Regions from separate parts of the Mus musculus genome. Here region 1 is linked to region 2. Evidence: chromatin contacts called from public promoter capture Hi-C data. All regions are on one chromosome and are shown on one strand. Each heading gives the region's core, a stretch centred on a gene start, on an enhancer-like site or on the middle of the called end of the contact. The rest is flanking DNA. Distances are from core to core; before and after follow the strand shown.

The links. Capture Hi-C pulls out chosen DNA fragments and counts their contacts.
Region 1: a promoter capture Hi-C map of adipose tissue shows a contact between it and region 2, with 3 times the contacts expected there. The contact joins the promoter of Ccar1 here to the promoter of Anapc16 in region 2. A contact is called at or near these places in 1 of 39 promoter capture datasets (liver) and 1 of 9 other capture datasets (adipose tissue).

Annotation. Positions count from the first base shown.
Region 1 is chr10:62,790,773-62,793,858 of GRCm38.p6, reverse strand. Ccar1 (cell division cycle and apoptosis regulator 1) reads left to right here and starts at 1,491. Exons shown (of 25, transcript NM_026201.3): 1 at 1,491-1,643; 2 at 2,817-2,938. The coding sequence starts at 2,866.
Region 2 is chr10:60,001,581-60,004,772 of GRCm38.p6, reverse strand. Anapc16 (anaphase promoting complex subunit 16) reads left to right here and starts at 1,638. Exons shown (of 4, transcript NM_025514.3): 1 at 1,638-1,817. Ascc1 (activating signal cointegrator 1 complex subunit 1) reads right to left here and starts at 1,968. Exons shown (of 11, transcript NM_026937.3): 1 at 1,866-1,968.

The DNA.
Region 1 (3,086 bases), core at 242-2,741, 2.8 Mb before region 2:
GTGGTTGCTGGGAATTGAATTCAGGACCTCTGGAAGAGCAGTTAGTGCTCTTAACCGCTGAGCCATTTCTCCAGCCCCCAGAACTTTTTTTGATAAGGTATCTCAGATTTAAGTTTTCTCACTTTGTCCCTCTTATTGCTGGGCCACCTGGCACACGCTGTTTTGAATTTTTACAAATTACTATAGTGTGATGACTATATTCTAATAGTTTGAAGGTCAGGACAGAATTAGTAAGGACAAAGGAGTTACATTTTACCCAACTTCTGTAAGTTTTACTTAAGTGGGAGAAAGGACCCTTGTGGTTTGAAAAATATTAAAGAACGTGTACCTATGTGATCCTGTGTTCATAAAATTTAAGGGAAAAAATACAAGGAACCACAGAAAAAGCTATATATTTTATCCTATTGGGTTTGATGAGATAAGGTGTTACACAGTCCAGGCTGGCCTTGAACTCCTGATCCTCCCTTCCCCTCCCTCCCAAGTGTTAGATTACAGGTCACCACCTGATCATGCTTGGCTCAGCTAATCTTATGTGGGATTCCTAGCATAAGCTATTTCATGTTGAGAATTTGACTAGATGTCACCAGCAGGTGTAGGACAAAATTAGAAAATGACTTAATAATAGCTCTGTCTTTCATTTTTTGAGACAGGGTTTATCTGTGTTGCCCTGGCTGTGTCTGCCTCTGCCTCTTGAGCGCTGGGATTAGAGGTGTGCACTTCCCCCATCCCCCAACCTTTCCACTCCCTCTCGCCCCCCAAATCCTCCAGCTGTTTCTTTTCAGTAGGGTCTTCAAATACTAGGGGTGATGATGGCCTGCACTCAGTGTATTAAAATCCACTCAGTTGTTCGCTTTTACACATTCCAGCCTTAATCCCGAGGAGATGGCACTGCGGTTAAAAGCACTAATCTCTGTTCTCAGGACCTGGGATTGATTATCAGCACCCACGGGGTGGTTCACACCGGTCAGGAACTCTAGTTTCGGGGGATCTGTCGTCTTCTCAGCTCCAGGGGCACCAAGCCCACACCTGTGCGCATAAATCATGGAGGCAAAACCCTCTAAAAATGAAAAGAATGTAAACAAAAAAAAATTTTTTTTTTTTGTTCTTCGAGACAGGATATGTCTGTATAACCCTGACTGTTTTGGAACTCACTCTGTAGACCAGGCTGGCCTCGAACTCAGAAATCCGCCTGCCTCTGCCTCTCGAGTGCTGGGATTAAAGGCGTGCGCCACCACTGCCCGCTAACAACGAAGTTCTTACAGGCTTATTCTTCCAAACATGTTCCAAACAAGAATAGAGGGACCACAAGATGGCGGCGGCGACACCGGCCGGACCACGTGACTGCCGCTCGCTCTCCCTCTCTCTCCCAGGGAAGGACAGCGTTGGCCTCAGAGCAGGCGAGCGACAGCCAGCTCATTGTTCAGCGAAGTCAAGGTAACCCGGCTGAGGCTCGCTCTCGCTCCCCAGTGAACGCACTCGCGGGGAGCGCGCACGCCGAACTTTTTTCGCGCACGCGCCCGTTCCTCTCGGAACCGGGAGGCGGTGCGGCGTAGGCAGGGGGGTTGGAGGGGAAAGCAGTCTGCGCATGCGCCTGAGCTTGACGGGTTTGAAATGGCTTCTCGGTTAACCCGGGCCAGACTCAGGTGAAGGTCTGGTCAGTGTTTTGGTGTGGCGCGGTGGGAGGCCGCGGCGGGTTGCTTCCGTTCGTTGGCAGCCGGTCAGCGGAGGGGTAGGGAGCGAGTGATGTGGCGGTGGCGGGTGGGTGTGTGATGGCGGACGCCGCGGGGCCGGCGGGCGAGGGACGCGGTCCCTTTTGTGCGGGTCGGAGTAGGCCCCACGCGCCGCGCCCTGCCCCCAGCGCAGCGGCTCCAGGCCCCTCAGGTGCGGCCTGCGCCCCTTCGACTGGGCCGGGCCAGGCCGGAGGCCGTGCGTCCTCCGGCCCGCGCTGCCCCGCCGCTGAGACCCGGCCCCGGGCGGCGGCGGCGAGCGTTTCCAGCGCTTGGAGGTTCTCTCAGACCGGCCCGGGGACCTCGGGGACTGCGACGACCCGCGGGCCCCAGTGGCCGCGGCCTGGGGCGCTGCCTTCCATCTTTCACGGCCGGCGCGTGGGAGGAAGATGAGTGTCCTCACCCCGGGATGCCAGGCCCATCTTTTCCTTTTCTCTTGGGTTTTTGAGCCGGGGTCTTCGCAGTGGTTCTTTTGGAGCCGCGCGTCCTCCCAACTGCCTCCCCACTCCCGGAGTGGAGACTAGGGTGACAAAGGCCATAGTGACTTCCTAGCCCTTAAAGTAATGTTCGTTATTGAGATGGTATCTGCCAATACCTTTATGGGGGAGGGGGGGTCTCGACGCAGTTTCCGTTATTGATTTAACCCCACTGCAGGACCTCAGACCATCGCCCAAAGAAACACGCAGGCTGTACTTGCTGCGTCTATAAGTTCGTTTGTCCCCAGAGAGAGAGGCTCTGTATCTAGCCCTAGCTGGTTTGTAATGTCATATAAATCATGCTGGCCTGGAGTTTATAGAGATCCGCCTGACTCTGCCTCTGGAGGGATGGGTTGGGAGGGGATTAAAGGCTTTGCCACTAAGCTCGGGCAGACCTTTTTAGGAAATGACCTTGTAGTTACTGAAGGAAGTTCCTTTAAGTCAGCCCCAAGGATATCTTTTAAATAGAGTATGCACAAGTGATCTGTTGATAGGCTGGTTGTGCGTTTTATTTCAAATGTTCTGTTGCACACTTCGGTTGGTTCTTGTTTGGAACGTGTCTTTAATATATCAATGATTTCTCTAAACTAGCCTTTTCCTATATCCTTTATAGGTATCTGCTATAGAAGGGAAACAAGTGAAAGTTTTCCCCCCCTTGCATCATGGCTCAGTTTGGAGGACAGAAGAATCCACCATGGGCTACTCAGTTTACAGCCACTGCGGTCTCACAACCAGGTCAGGCAACTGAACCCTTGGACTGGAAATGATATACCCTTTAGTTTTTAAGATACTTTTGAAAATTAACTCAGGAACAAAAACAAAACCCCACTTATCCAGCAATTTGAACACTTTTTTTTTTTTTTTTTTTTTTGGTTTTTCAAGA
Region 2 (3,192 bases), core at 389-2,888:
GTTTAATTTTTTTTTTTTTAATTAAACAATGAATACTTAGGTCACTAAGATGGCTCAACAGGTAAAGGCACTTGCTCCCAAGGCCGATGACCCACACGGCAGAAGGAAAAAGTTGACTCCTGCAGGTTGTCCTCTGGACTACACATGCAGCCAGGTAGCAAACGCACAGACAAAATATGGAAATAAACAAACAAATGTAATAAAAAATTAAGTTAAAAGAAACTCCATTATGTAGGCAAGTAGCATAGACTAAATAAATAAATGTAATAAAATTTTAAATTTAAAAAATTCTGCTAGCCGGGCGTGGTGGCGCACGCCTTTAATCCCAGCACTCTGGAGGCAGAGGCAGGTGGATTTCTGAGTTCGAGGCCAGCCTGGTCTGCAGAGTGAGTTCCAGGACAACCAGGGCTATACAGAGAAACCCTGTCTCAAAAAAACCAAAAAACAACAAAAACAAAAAACAAACAAAAAACAAAAAAACAAAAAAAAATTCTGCTGTGTAGGCAGGTAACATATGCACAGACTACATTCGTAAATAAATAAATGTAATAAGAAATTTAAATTAAAAACTCCATTATGTAGGCCTCAACTGGGCAGTTCACAGCACATCCTAAGCAAAAATAGTGTCGCTTTCCATGAGCTCACCAGTGTAAGTTCTTGTATAGGTGTCTGATTAACCTATAGGGGGTGAGGTCTTGCTAGCCACCTAAGTATGAGCAGAGTGCTTCATTCACCCTATCCAGTATGATATTTTATCGTATCCAGTTTGATAACGCATTGAGGAACCATCGGTACAATACCCGCGGAAGAGAGGTAAGCCGTTTTAAAGATGCTAGAAATAAATACCTTCCAATCAGATTTATTTCCCTATCACAGTACAATTAAAATATGACTTACTAACACAGTTCTCGGACCAACACAGTACTGAGAAGGAACAGTTTCCCGAGGCCACTGCCTCCAGAACACAACAAACGGCTTCACGCTTGAATCAATAATTCGGAATTAAAGGCTCCTGATAAACTACCCCATGTTCCCATCCCAGATGGCTGCGGCTACAAGTTCACGTACTTAACAAGTTCCACCAAAGAAGGCCTAACAATCCCTTCCAAATGAATGCTTGACCCAACCCTCAGTCAAGTCGCTAATCCGCAGCCACCTGCAGGACGCAAGAAGAGGGTTCGTGCTTTGAGAAAACAGAAAATCAACGTTGGCAGGGGGATGCAATTATTAACAGTCTTGTGCCGCGCCACCCTGGTGTGCTACTCCTTTAGCATCCCTTCCCACTTCAAAAACCACGTTCTGTCGAAAAGGAGCCTTTACAAAGTGTGAGCACTGAGCACGAAGCCACAGTGGTACCTTTCCTGAGCAGCTCCAGGCAGAGACTGCGCAGAAGGAGGAGAGCGGACTAGCCCTGGGTCATGGGTGTTTGAAGAGGGAAAAGTGGATATGCTTTCGTGCAATTCTCACATAAAAAGCAAACGCTGAACATCCTACGCTAGAGAGGCGGAGCAGACAGCACCAACGCAAGAAAACCAAAACTGCGGGGGACTGGGGCGGGGAAGGGGGCGGGGCAGCCACAGCGACCCGGAAGTGTTCTCGGAAAGCTCGGTCTGGCCCAGCCGGGCTCCGCCCCCTCCACGCATGCGCGCTAGCACCGCCCTCTAGCCCTCACCGCCGCAGGGACAGGCGCAGCACCGCCATCAAACTCCCACAGCTCAGGCGGGCGCGCGCACGCCGCCGTCTACGTCGTGGCGAGCGAGGCCGCACGGCTTCGTCCAAGGGGCGGGGCTGTCAGTCAAAGTGCACAAGCTGCTGAGGTAAGTGGCCGAGAACCTTCCAGACCTGATTCCCCCCTACGCTCCTACCTGCCAGGACTAACTGGGAGCGTAGGAAGAGACCCTGGAGGCTCGCCCGCGCCGGCCGTATGCAAAGGCAGCGTCATCCGACTGAGCATGCGTGGGGCGGGTTGGCGCCTGCGCCGTGGGCCGGCCGCAAGCCTTCCCTTCCTCCCCGAGTTGTTGGGTAGGAAGCGTACCTGGGTGGAGTTGGAGTAGCCAGGATTAGGGTGCTGGCTCCTCCCCTCTCCCGCGAGCTTCTTCATCCCACCTAGAAAGAGCTACCGCAGCTAGGTGCTGCGGGTGGTGATCCGTCTGTCTAGGTGGGACACCTAGTGATTTTTGTTAGTAGAACCCAACGGGTGTCATAATTAGCCACCTCACTTGGATCCCGATCGACATAAGCATCTGGTTTGTTCTGGGCTTTATTTTAAAGGAGGATCTCTTTTTTTGTTTTGTTTTGTTTTAAGACTATAAGCGGAAAGTTTATGAGTGCGAGGTCGTCCCTGTCGTACACAAAGTAAGTATTTAACCACGCCAGCCATATTGTGCCCCACAAACTATCATTCCGCTTCTTAGGAGCGTTTCCTCTGCTTGGCAGCAGCCACAGCTTCCCTGATAGGGCCAAGTTCCAGATAATCATCATTCAACAAAAGTTCACTGAGTGCCTCGTTATGAGGATGGTAGTCTCCTGAGCGACAGGGTTGAATACTCCATGCAGAAAGAGTCATGACTGGAACTGTCTCGGTCCCCTGCAGCCTCTACTGAGCTGATTGCTTTTGTCCTCGGTTTGTTTGTTTGTTTGTTTTGGTTGGTTGGTTGGTTTTGTGGGGTTTTTTTTTTTTTTTTTTTTTTTGGTTTTTTTGGTTTGGTTTGGTTTTTTTTGGTTTTTCGAGACAGGGTTTCTCTGTACAGCCCTGGCTGTACTGGAACTCACGCTGTAGACCAGGCTGGCCTCGAACTCAGAAATCTGCCTGTCTCTGCCTCCCAAGTGCTGGGATTAAAGGCGTGGGCCACCTCCGCCCGGCTGACCTCGTATTTATAAATCATTCATCCAGGAGCCACTGTGACAAGGGTTTTTATAAGATGCCTCCAGGGTACAAAGGTAGTTTGTTTTCTCCTTCCAACGACATGGGATCCTTTTCAGTGCCTCACACTTGGGTAAGCAAACACTCTAGCCACCTCACAATACATCCCCAGGCCCAGGCTTGAAGCTGGTGTCTGCTGTCTTCCTCCTTAGCCTTTCATAGCTTCCCTGAACCCAGAACATTCCCATTCCCCATAACCTAGCTAACAACATTGCTATGGGGAATCGCTTATCTTCTGCCTCCCAAGGGCTGGGTTTACAGGCAGCTAC